Regions from separate parts of the Triticum aestivum genome. Here region 2 is linked to region 1. Evidence: chromatin contacts called from public Hi-C data. All regions are on one chromosome and are shown on one strand. The core of a region is the stretch at or near the end of the contact, and the rest is flanking DNA. Distances in the headings are between cores, read along the strand shown.

Region 1 (6,397 bases), core at 3,850-6,349:
ATCCACCCTAAAAGCAGATCACATCATTGAGGAAGGATCTAAAGATTTATTAATCGGCGCCGCCATCGCCACCGCCAAAGGCATGACCATGAACAACCCAAAATCCTAAAAAACTAATGCGGTTGGAAAGGTTTTTTATTGATCAGCAGAATGATAGGTCCAGCATACATAGGCGAGGCCAGAGTTGAGCCACACAACAGTGCGCTCCTCTAGTCAGCCAAAAGTAACTAGATAATAGCTGACGCCATTTTGTTCACGAACAACATGAGTAAGTTTAAAGTCTCTCCCTTCCCTCATTAACCTTCTAATTTGATCAACGATCATAGAGTAACGAGATCGGCCCGTGGCGGGTGCTGTAATCATCCGGAGAGCAACCAGGCAATCCATTTCCACATCAATTGGCAGCTGCGTTCACTGGACTGCCAAGTTGATGCCCTCCATGCACGCAGAGATGATAATACAGAATGTTGCTCCTGCTGAAGTGCTGATATATATAAGAATGAGATAGAGGATTTTGTTACTAATTATTTGGCTGCTACTGAATGTCTCTACCATATAATACTTGTCGGTTGTGTGCAGATTAAATGAGATAAAGGTTTATTGTCGTGATTAGAGATATTGCTAGTGCTACTTATTTACAGAATTTTCTTTGATATTGGTGCTGCTAGGTAGGCTATATGATGTAGTACTATATCAAAGTTGTGTTGATTTCTTTGCTGATGGAAGCCGACGAGAATTTTCTCAACATGCTGAGCTTCGATGTATTAGCACGAGTGCCAGATAGTTCAGATGGGGAGCAAGAGTTGGCAGTGCCACTGCAATTATAAATCGATTGAATTACTATTGAAATGGTTGTTACAAGATAGTGTTAAAAATATATGACATACTAGAATATAGTCACTCTGTATATAGATATTCTGCTACAAAACTGAACGTGTATGCGAGTGAATTCTTTGTAGACCATTACCTACATAAATATATAAACATAATATACACATGCTGTTGGAGATGCTCGACACCCCGATCCCTGGATCTCGCGGACCAGCCAGACAGAACTTTAGAGCATCTACAGTCGTGATGGGCAAATTCAGGCCCTCAAACGCTGGGTGCGTCCGTGGGTACTGACCGGGCACTCTTCAAATCCCGTCGTACACATACGTATATCTCATATCCAGTACGCTATATCCATACTAAGCATGCAACGTGGAACTAACCAACGTAAATCATCAAACATACATAGAATCGGACATAAAAGTACACATTCCGATCACCAAAAGATCACCAACGGATCTCCAAAAGATCGTCAGAATTCACATAATTCACATAAACGACAGAGAAGTTTAAATTAGATTACGTTGGTTAGTCCCTCACCGGGCCTTTGCCCTTCTGGTCGTCAGCCCAGCTGTAGGCATCCGCGGCTGGTGGAGGGTCTTGATCGTTCGAGGAGGAGATGCAACTATCGCCGTCGTCGTCGTCTTCGTCGTCGCCGTCGTCTTCGTCGTCGCCGTCGTCGGAGTCGGAGACGACGATGAGCCCCTTCATCCAACAAACCGCCCTGTCTTGCTCCCGTTTCGACTTGGTGACCCAAGCCTTCTCTGTCGCTGCCTCCTTGACCTCACGCTCCGACTGCTCGATAGCAAGCCGGTGCACCTTGGAGTTCTTCCCTCGGAGGCGGCGAGCGTCCGTCTCCGCTGTCGCGAGGGACCGGCGGTAGACCCATGCGAGTAGCCACGCGTCCTCGTCGGGGTCCGCCTGCATCCCGCGGCGGTGGCGCGCGGACTGCTCCACCGTATCCCTCTCCCGTGTACGCAACCTCTCGCGGCGCGCGGCGCGCGCCTCCAATTCCGGAGTGCGCGTGCGGGCCAATGGCGCGGGCACTAGCACTCACCGTTCCTGCATGGGGGAGCAGCCGGCGGGGGAAGGAGACAGCGCGGGGCAGTGCGGACTGTGCTGTCATGGTGTCGCTGCATGCGGGCTGGGAGTGTCCAGCTCCGGCGTCCGCGCAGTGGCGATGCTCCAGATCCGGAGCTGCCATCGGTCTCCACCCTGGACTGCTCCAACGTAATGCAGAGGGCCATCTCCTCTCGTAGTTGAGCTTGAAGACGGAGTAGTTGCCGGAGCTGGACATCGGAGTGGATGGGATCAGAATCGGAGAGGGATAGGAAAGGATGAAGCGAGAAAGAGTGAGTTAGGGTTCGGAGGGAGGTGTTCGGATTGGGGTTTTTGTGGGACAGGTATGGGATCGGTGGTGGGCCGGGCCTATTAGGCGAACGCGCTGTGCGTGCCCAGGCCGCCCCATATCCGTCCTATATTTGAGCTGGATATGAGGGGTGCCGGCCAGCCCGAGCGTTTGTCCGCGGTTTGAGAGTTTCGGTTAAGTTTTTTTGTTACCAGTCAGTGATCGGATGGTCTGTCCGAGCATTTGAGACGAATACAAGAGGTCCGGCTGTAGATGCTCTTAGCCAGCACCCCACTGGACTCGACGAGGCATGATCTCACCACAGGGCATGGATCGTACGTACGCTTGCCGTCTCGTGTTTGTTTTACTCGATCGTGGCCCTACTTACTCGTGCCTAAGACCAGCAGAAGCTACGCGTTAGCCCGCTACGTAGCCGCCATTCGCCTAGCTAAGCTCGTTGTCTGACCCGAGAATGAAGTAGTGGATCTCATTCTGATCGGTCTCTCAAGTTTGTCATCTTGCAAGCTACCAGTACTAGTACAGTACTACTATACATCACGTACCACTCCGTCGTTCAAATGTCCAACGCACGCATCTGTGGAGTACGCGGTCCTTTCTCCGCCCTCAACTGAATGCGTGTCTCTCCGGCATTAAATTTAAATTTTACTCACGGTACTGTTGCCGACGATCGAGCGAGCCATGATGCATGCATTCATGCATGGGCTGGATGGATCCACTAGAGGCAATAAACTCGTCCCAGTTCGATCCGGCCTGGCCTGGGCAGCTGGGCGGGCTGCACGGACTTGTGCAGCAGCTAGTGCCTGCGTCGGGACCAGACCCGACGGTGGCCGGGCTGAAACCCAGGATCGGCGCTACGTGCTAGGTACAGGGAAGAACGTGGCCACTGTCTTTTCCAGGGAACCGGGAAAAAAATCCATCCCCGTGATCCCAGAACCAACCAAACCTTTTTCCAGTAGGCCACGTGGTACGTGGCCAAGCTTTGACAATCCGCGCCAGCTAGACGATCGGGGTCTCGTGCCTAAAACCGAGCTGCGAGCTCGATCGAATATCTCCAGAACTGGTGGCGAGCTCGAGCTCAGAAGCAAGATGTGGAGTGGAGTGGAGCGGAGTGGAGTACGTTTGTCCGCGTGGCCGGGCCGGCCGAGAAAGGCAAGTCCCAAGTAGCACCCGCGCGGCTCCGCCTGCCCAAACGAGACGCGCTACGGATGATGATCTGATCGAGACCCTTAATAATTCGCAACAGTCCCCTTGCTACCAGAACACAGTCCCTTTTGTGATCAAAGAGGCTTTAGGTACGTGTGATGTGAAGCCGCTGGACCTGGACCGATCGGCGCAGCATGCATGTTGGTCACTGCAGTGCACTGCAGCCCGAGCCCGAGCCGGACGAGGACCACGCAAGCCACAAAGGTTTACGTACTCCACACAGCAACAGCAATAGTACCGGATGTACTACGGCACACCGCCGCCCGGTCGCTGTTGCTTCCGTTCCGCTGGGCCAAGCAAGACGTGGATCCATTCCGGTCCACTGGAGCTGGATACACACACCACCACACCCCACCACATGCCCCCCTATCGCTATCGCTCTCGCTCTCGGTCGGTCTCCACCAGTACGAAATCTACTAGGTGACGAGTACTAGTAAAACTAAGCGCCGCGCCTGAGGCGACAGCGACGTCGGCCCCTTCCGTCCGTTAATTACCCTAGTACGCGCAGATTGCAGATTGTTTGACTCCCGGAGCGCAAGCGGAGATGGAGCTGGTAAACCGGGAAGGAAACGCGTCGACTACTACTAATGGAGGCCACCCAGCACCAATCAACTGGTCGTGGTAATACTCCACGACGCATGATTTGATACCACACACGGCGGGCGAGGCGGCCGGGACTGTGCGTGGTGGAGCCGGACCCGCCGCCGGCGTCCACGTCCTCGGGATCCTCCTGACTCTGCCCGCCGGTCGCCAGTCTCTCTGCGCCAAAGCGTCCGAGTTTCAGCGCGTTTCCATGCAGGGCCATGCCACGGACCAAGAATTGACCGATGCAGAGCACTGTAGCCGACGTGAGTGGAGGCAGGGCAGGGATGGCATCGATCGAGGGCGCCGCGCGAGGCCACGACCACGACGACCGCGATCACGATGGAGTGAAGCCCCGGAAACGGGCCACGTTGGGCGCGGAAAGCTGTCCGCATCTGCATGCGACACGGCAGCTTCGAAAGAAAAAGGCGCGCGCGCGGCTGGCTGGCTCCCGTGTTTTCCGGCGCCCTTGACCGGCCGCGGCCGGCCCCCGCGCGCCGCCGACCGCCGTCCGTGCGCGATCCGACGGTGGCGCCGGTGTTCTGGAACCAACCAAGCAACAAATTGCGGTGCAACTGTGCGGGTGAAAGACCCTCCGCCGGTGCAACTTTACAGGGCCGAATTGAATATTGCATTGACTAGTGCGTGTGAGAGTAGCGGACATGCATGGCATGGCATGGCGCGGCGTGGGGGCAGCTGGATTCCGGAGCACGCCAATGATACGGGCGCGGCGCGGCAGCGGCAGGCAAACATTTACTCGTGGTACATTCCATCCGGGCCGGCGGCCGGGGCCGCGCGCCATGCTTATTCTATTGCGCCACTGTTGTGCTGTGCCCTTTTCCGTCGCAACATCAGCTGCAGCAGCCGCCCGCCGCGTTGCCGTGTTGGGTGCCTGCCTACCCCCCTCACTCACTCACTCCCTCGGCTGTGCCTGTGCTTGTGCTGCAAACTCCAAGCTTGTTTTGAGAGAGAGAGAGAGAGAGAAGGGGAGGGGAGGGAGCAGGCAGGGCAATAAATGGCAGCTTTGGTGCGCGCAGGCACCATGGCGGCGTAGCAGGCCCTCTCTGTCGCCTCACCGTCTTAACTCGCACGCGACCCCCCCCCCCCCCCCCCCCCCGCTGCCACGCGGACTTTTACTCCTCCTCATCTCCACCTCCTCACCCTCCTCCTCCTCCCCATCCTCTTCTCTTCCCTTCCCATCGACGAGGCCAGCAGCCGGACATACCGCAGTACGTAGGTAGGAAGATAGCGCGTACTCCTACACGAGCTAGCGCATGGCCAGGGCAGCGACTGTAGATAGAGTGAAATAGAGGGAGATCGGCACGGCGGCCTATGGATTTGGGCGCATGGCGGGCTTCCCTCTAGGCACAGGAGGAAGCGGCCGCGACAGCTCCGCGTCGCCGCCCGGCGTGCACCCGTCCGACGCGTCCACCTTCCTCTACGCCACGCGCGGGGGCGGCTTCCAGCTATGGGGCCAGCCGCAGGACCAGCAGCAGCTCACGCACCCCTTCTACGCCCCCAACCTCATCCGCTTCGCCACCGATGACCTCCCCGCAGGCGCCGCGCAGTCGCTCGCCGGCGCGGCCTCCTCCTCCTCCTCACGCGGGGCGCGCGCTGCCGCCCTGGCCGGCACCGGCGGCGGCACCAGCTGCCAGGACTGCGGCAACCAGGCCAAGAAGGACTGCCAGCACCAGCGCTGCCGCACCTGCTGCAAGTCCCGGGGCTTCGCCTGCTCCACCCACGTCAAGTCCACCTGGGTTCCCGCCTCCAAGCGCCGCGAGCGCCAGCAGCAGCTCACCGCGCTCGCCGCCTCCGCCGCCGCGACCACGGGCGGGGCTGGCCCCTCACGCGACCTCACCAAGCGCCCCCGCGCTCGCCTCGCGGCCACCACGCCCACCACCTCCTCAGGTACGTACTATATACCACGTACGTGGTGCAAAACCTACACCTTCCATGCCTCCATGCTCCCGGATCTGACGCTAAAACCTGTGCTTTTTGTGTGTGCGTGTGTAGGGGATCAGCAGATGGTGACGGTGGCGGAGAGGTTCCCGCGGGAGGTGAGCTCGGAGGCGGTGTTCCGATGCGTGCGTCTCGGGCCGGTGGACCAGGCCGAGGCGGAGCTCGCGTACCAGACCACCGTCAGCATCGGCGGCCACGTGTTCAAGGGAATCCTCCACGACGTCGGCCCCAGCAACGCCCACGCCCAGCTGCAAGCTGCCGCAGGAGGCAGCGGCGGCGGAGGCGGCGACTACCAGTTCCGCCTGACCGGCGACGTGTCCCCGCCGAGCACGGGCGCGGAAGCGGGCGACGCAGGCGGCGGCAACAACCACAACATCGTCGTGTCATCGGCTGTGGTGATGGATCCGTACCCGACGCCCGGGCTCTACGGCTCGTTCCCGGCCACCACGCCCT
Region 2 (6,820 bases), core at 930-3,429, 570 kb before region 1:
GCTACGTATTCAACAAATGTTAAACTTGTATCTTAAAAATGTTATATGCGTATTAAAAATTTAAAGAAGTATTTCATTTTTTTAACAAGCATTTGAAAAAATGTAAAATGTGTACAGAAAACATGTTGACCTTGTATTAAAAAAATGTTAAACTTGCGTTTGAATTTTTTTTAATCAAGCATTTGAAAAAAATGTTAGTGTATACAACAAATGTTGACAATTTATTAAAAAAACTTAATCTTATATTTGAAAAATGCTAATCGCTCATTTGCGAAATGTTAAATGTGTATAGAAAATATGTTGATGATTTGGTAAAAAATTTTGACCTGGTAATGCTAATCAAGCATTTGAATAAATGATAAATATGTATAGAAAATAAATGCTGACCATGCACTAAGAAAATGATTACGTGGTATTTGAAAAATGTTAATCAAGCATTAGAAAATGTGAAATGTGTATAATTTTTTTGACCATGTATTAAAAAAATGTTAAAATTATATTTCAAAGATGTTAATCCAAAATTTGTAAAAATTATTAAATGTGTATGCCAAAAAGTTGTCCATTTATTTTTTAAAAAATTAACCTGCTATTTGTACATTTTTTATCAACCATTTGAAAAATGTTTAATGTGTATAGGAAAAATGTTGACCATGTATTCAACAAATGTTATTCTGATATTTGAAATGTGTTAAACATGTATCAGAAAATTTTACCCGATATATACCAAAGAAGTGTATAGAAAAACAGCGAAAACCCGAGAGAAAACAAAAGGAAACCAATGAAAAAAAAGCAAACACAACCGAAGAAAAATGATGGTTAAAAGAAAACAAAAAATCTAATGAAAACCGAAGATAAACAGTAAAAACAAAGAGAGAAACAAAGAAAATTCGTGAAAAAGACTCAAGAAAAGAAAAAGTTTCACTGGCTCTTTTCCTTCAAGTTAGTCGTACCCTACTAATTCGACACTACCCTAACAGTAACTCAGTGGCTAGCAGGGCTACGCAGCAACCAGGAGATACTGGGATTGAAAAATGTTGGCCACGTATTAAAAAATGGTAAACTTGTATTTGAAAAATGTTAATAAAAAATTTGAAAAAAATGTTAAATGTGTATACAAAAAATGCTGACCATTTATTAAAAAATTGTTAAACTTATATTTGAAAAATGTTAATCTAGCATTTGAAAAAAATGGTAAATGTGTATAGAAAAAATGTTGACCAAATATTAAAACAATGTTAACTTGGTATTGAATTTTTTTAATATGCATTTGAAAAAAAAGTTTATAGAAAAAAGGACCATGTATTCAAAAATATAAATCTGCTATTTCGAAAATTTAAATGTAGCATTTGAAAAATTGTAGATGTGTATAGAGAAAATGTTTTCCATGTATTAAATTAATGTTAATGTTGTATTTGCAATTTTCTAAACATATATTAAAACTTTTATTGGATATATAGAAAAAAATGTTTGTTGAAAAACGTTGAAAACCTGAGAAAACAAAAGAAAACCGATGAAAAAGAAAAAAACCATAGAAAAATGAAGGGGAAAAAGAAAACAACGATGCCAGTGATAACTAAAGAAAACAAAGAAAAATAAGAAATGAAAAAAATCAATAAACCAGAGAAAGAAAACGAATAAAAACCTGTAAACAAGAAGAAGAAAACAAAACTGTAAAAACCGGAAAACTGGCTCTTTCCCTTCAAGTTGGTCGCGCTCTACTAATTTGACATGAGCCCGACAGTGACTCATTGACTATCATGGCAACGCAGCAACCAAGAAATACTGGGATTGATCCCGGAGCAAGCTTCCTTTTTAAGTATGATATATAATGGGCCGGACTGTTACTATAGATGCTTCAGGCGAGAACTCCTACTGTCTCATTATAAGCGAGATATAGCCCTCGTGATGGCAATTGCACGAAGACACTGCCTTTACTGATTTTTTTTTCCTTCAAAAAATGCACTCTTGCTTGCTTCGCATGATCTATCTATACATAGTGCTACCAACGAAAAGGCAGAGCACTTACCATAAATAAATAAATAGCAAGAAAAGCATAAGCAAAAGCCACTCTCCAATATTATTATATAAGAGGGAGCAGGGAGACAAGTAGACAGCATCACAAGGATACGTGCGACAGGTTCCGGTCGTGATCACCAAAGCTAGCAGTAGCAGAGCCCCACACACAACACGTTGTTGTGTATATAATCATGGTGATAATCGACTACTCGACGCGACTCCACACTCGTATGTGTGTGATCTCGCTTTTACTAGGCACTTTCGGTGTCAACGACGGACGGATGGACGCATCGATCGGTCGGTCGACAGATGGATGGAGTGGAGATATCGATCCCTCTCGACGCGTCCCTGTCGTGCCGCTGAGCCGAGCCAATGCTACTCGCCATGTATATAGGTTGTCGCTCGTAGGTGACGTTGGCTTCAATTTCCAGCTCGTGCCTGGGACGACCTGATGGCTACAGTGCTTGACTTGTTGTTCCATTCGTCACGTTCGTTAGAGATCCCCTCTGCTTTGGCCTTTTGTGGGTAGCAGGTAGGCAGGATACGGCTGCTGGGTGCACACAGCGTGAAGTGCAGCAACTCAAAGCTAGCTCTCATACGTCAGCTAATTAGAGTGTTTATTATGGGTTAGCAAAGTCTCCGATCCGGCGATTAATGGCCGGCTAATTAAGTAGTAGGCTTGGTACCTACTTCATAGCTCTATGGATTCGGGGTTAGTTTAGATATGGTGATTCTACCTTCGGCTGGTGGAAGATGGGATGATGCGTCGAGAGGAATCACCATATCTAATCCAGATGTGATAGAGGACACGAAACCTCACATGGTATAAGGCTAATAGTTGAAAGGAAAATGGAGAAGAGTAGCAAAAGAATTCTGTACACATATGGGTCCGGTACAGCGCAGCTACCGCTACATGCAGGACACGTACCTGCCACGGTGGAACAGTGTTTCGGCTAACCATTTGTTGGTTTTCTTCTTGTCTCGAATCCGACTGAATGGATGTGTCTGCCTATGGGAGTGCCAATCCATCGCTAGGTTTTCCTGCCAACTTATTGAAACTGCGACGATGGAGTCACTTGGTTAGGGTTTTCAGGTGAGTTCCAGATCCAACCTTCCGCTTCCCGTTTGCGATGAGTGTCGCCATTAAAGACGACGAGGCCAACTTGCGGTTCTATCTAGAGCGAGAATAAGTTGCTTAATTAACAGGCCACAGTTTGGGCCGTCACCGGAAATGGTCATTAGTGACTAATTTTGGTTCGTCACCTAAAACAACATTTTGCGTGACAAAAAAAGTGATACCGTCAAGATTTTATTTTCTGTGACGACGCTTCAGTGACGATGGGGTGACAGCCGAAAAACGTCACCAGGCCATTTTCGGTGACAAAAATCGGTTTTACGTTACACAAGTCGGCCGTCACAAAATAGGCTACGCTTTGTTGCGTGTGGAACGGTGGATGAAGGAGCCTAACAAAGTGCCTACAGTGTTGAAAGTCTAGTTGCCAGAGCCGGACGAGCCAACATTCTATTTCTCATCAGAATCCGACAACGGAATACGCCGCCAACACCAACAAAGCATACTAAGAAGCGCATGGTGGAGCATCCAGTCATCATCCATGTCGACTGGGTGGTTGATCGTAGTCTGATCATTTCTGAGTTGCTGGTTGTGTATGAGTACAACGACGATCGACTACGACACTACTCAGGCTTCACACATACACTAGTTGGAATGGTATGGTTGATGGCACAACTTCTCCTCTCCATCAAGATGGCCGTTGTGGGTTTGCTGGGCCAAGCTCGCAGCTGTGTGCATGAGGACTTTTTCGGTGAAAATGGTTGTGTTGTGCTAAAATTGTAGTTTGAATTTTAGTTAAATTTGATGATGTTCATGTACTGAATTCAGTTGACAACTGATTTGTGTACTTTAATGTAACTAAATTGAAGATTGTTATGGCAATGAAACACGGTTACTGTTGTACCGTGTTGTGTTGTGCCATTGTCATTTTAATTGGCAGTACTATGTTGTGTTGTGCCGTTGTTCTCCTCTGAAAATAAACAGAGGCATATAGGTAGTATTGTACTGTGTTGTGCCATTGTCTCTGAAAATAAACAGAGACAAACGGAAACTACTTGAGGGGCGGACAATATTGTGTTGTGTTGTTTCCATGAAACTACCATCGTTCATGTCAGGAAAATAAATAGAAGCTACTTGACAGACAGATCATAACACAATAGATATGTGAACAACAACCCCATTTGAACATAAAAACTAGTGCTCTTTCACAAGCATTGATTACTTGATCTTTCACAACCATAGCTTAGTAAGACAAAAGACTAGATGTCATTCATGTATCACAACCATCACAAGATATGTGTGATCAACTAATCATTTAATGTATGATGTATCACACAAACTAACATCACAAAAGACTAGTTCTCTCTTCCGACTCACGGCTCGTAATATGATCTACTCATGTGACATGTGAAATGATGCATTCTGACGACTGGTAATCTGAGTAGCATCACTGTTCTGCCTATGTCCATCACCAAATAGTGTGTGATCCCATGTCTTTTGCACATGTCCCTCTTCCTCTTACAGTAGTCCCTCTTCCTCTTCCTCTTGCACAATACCTCTTCCTCTTGCACCAGTTCCTCTACCTCTTGCACCATTCCCATTTGTGCTAGTGCTAGCAGTAGCACCTCTCCTTCTAGATTTTTTTTCTCCCTCTCTGAGAACTATTAATCCTTCTCTTGTCACTGTTGACACGCTGGCTGCTGGTATGGAAGATCTATGAGCAACAACAAATGCAGACCCTGTAGGGAATGGAATATCTTCTTCAATCTAAATATGTGGGGCATGTATAGTGTAGTTGGAAAAGAACATTGATATGTGGGGATTGCTCACACATGAAAGAACATGAAAAGAAATGTGTTGGTTGTATTTGACTCATGTCCTAGCTATGAAACCATACTAGATCTGACATGCATTAGATCTAGCCTGGGATCTAGGTCAACCTCATCAATGTGTTGTGTACAAACAAGAGAAGAAGAGAAAAGATTATGCAAGATGCACGATCTGTACAAAATGAAGATAAAGGAGTTGAAAAAAGTGTATGTGAAGTATCTCTGGAATGTCTGAATCTCCATTTTCATCAATTTTGGGCTCTCTATTAATATTTTGCATGCTCATTTGTCTGTGCACCGTTCTTCGTTTCCTCCTTGGTCTTGATTTGGTTGAGTTTCATTGACCCTTCTTGAGCTTGTTCCTGTGCATGCCTCTGAGCTGCTGATTCGACCTGTGTAACGGCTTCAGTCTAGGACACCCACGCCTGTTGTGATTCGGAGCTCTACAATGTCCACAGTTTATTGTCACCCCATGTTTTCTCAATCTTGTCCCAGCTACTTCTTCCTTATGAAATTTTCTCTACTCTCTGTTGGCCTGCCTACTTTCTTCTCATAAGATGGAGGCAAAATGGTTGGCCCATTTACATGTTGCCACTCTATGTGGTCTCTCAAAGGCATAATATTTTCACCACATTCTGCATATAAGTATGTTTGGGGTGGCAACTATAAACCATCTGCTCAGGCTTAATCCTCTCAGATCTTAAGCATGCTATGGAGTAGCTACATCGAATGCCAGTTAGTTCCCATCTATGGCATGGGCATGCTACTAGGTTCAACTCCACTATGTATGAAATATCAGTGCTTTTAGCATCAAATGTTTCTCTACTATATGCAAGTGGACAATAGTTTGCTGCATATTAAGTGTTTTACTCTATTTTCTGCCTAATTTTAGGACATACATGTCTTGTCCACTGCTCTACAATTTCTTTTTGCTTCTTGTAATATATATTGCCGATTTAGTATGCTATGTTCTCAAACATGGGCAAAATAGGTGACACGTCGCAAACATATCTATTTTTTATTGTTTTATGCTATTATGTTATGACTTTTATATACTTTTTATAACAATTTATATTATTATTCTGAACTAACCTATTAATTTAGTACCCAGTGCCAATTCTTGTTTTCTACTTATTTTTGGTTTCGTAGGAAACCAATATCTATGGAGGTCAAAATCACTTGCCAATTTAATATAATCTTTTTGGGTAACAAGAAACCTGCAAAGCTTCGGGGGAGATCGAGAGAAGCTGCCAGGGGCCCACACGGGCACCCCACGCGGCCTGGGGGAGCGCCACCTAGCCGTGTGGGCCCGCCTGCATCGGCTTGACTTCAGTCTAGCGCCATAATTGCCCATAAATATCGAAACCCTCTGACGTATTTTCACTTTTTTAGAAGAATTTTATCGCCGCCGCAAGCTCCTGTTCCGAAAGATCCCATCTAGAGGCTTGTTCTGGAGCCCTACCGGAGGCGGAAGCCATTGCCAGAGCCAAATTCATCAACCTTGCTGCCTCCATGACCATGTGCGAGAAGTTCTATTAGGACCTACGGGTCCATAGTGGTAGCTAGATGGTTCTCTCTCTTTTTGGATCTTCAATACCAAGTTCTCGTGAGCGCACATGACCGGGATCAATTCGATGTAATCAGTGGTGTGTTTGTTAGGATATGACGAATTGTCACTTTATGATCAGAGTGCTCATTGAAATCAATTGAATTATTTTTTAGGTTTTGTTGCTACATAATTAAATAGCTTTGTATGCTCTCCGATCTATATATCTTCTTTGGCCAAGTTTGATGGTTTTTTCAAAGGGGTTGGTGCTTTATAGTGGGTTCAATCTTGCGGTGCTCTAACCCAGTGACAATAAGGGCCAAGACACATAATGTATTGTTTCCACTAAGGATAAAA

What was found. Hi-C and Micro-C count contacts between places; a contact is called where the count stands out from the background.
Region 2: a Hi-C map of leaf shows a contact between it and region 1, with 6 times the contacts expected there. The contact joins the enhancer-like site here to the promoter of LOC123104535 in region 1. A contact is called at or near these places in 2 of 5 Hi-C or Micro-C datasets (both in leaf).

What each region holds. Positions count from the first base shown.
Region 1 is chr5A:530,986,019-530,992,415 of IWGSC CS RefSeq v2.1, reverse strand. LOC123104535 (protein SHI RELATED SEQUENCE 1) reads left to right here and starts at 5,099. Exons shown (of 2, transcript XM_044526405.1): 1 at 5,099-5,893; 2 at 5,999-6,397. The coding sequence starts at 5,332.
Region 2 is chr5A:531,557,525-531,564,344 of IWGSC CS RefSeq v2.1, reverse strand. No RefSeq gene overlaps it. Among protein-coding and RNA genes, the nearest start is that of LOC123107501, 140 kb to the left of the region's middle. Within about 2 kb of position 2,179, at least 1 of the 8 cell types and tissues checked has an H3K27ac peak or open chromatin away from gene starts, as enhancers often do. A contact at or near this core is called in leaf, where this site is marked.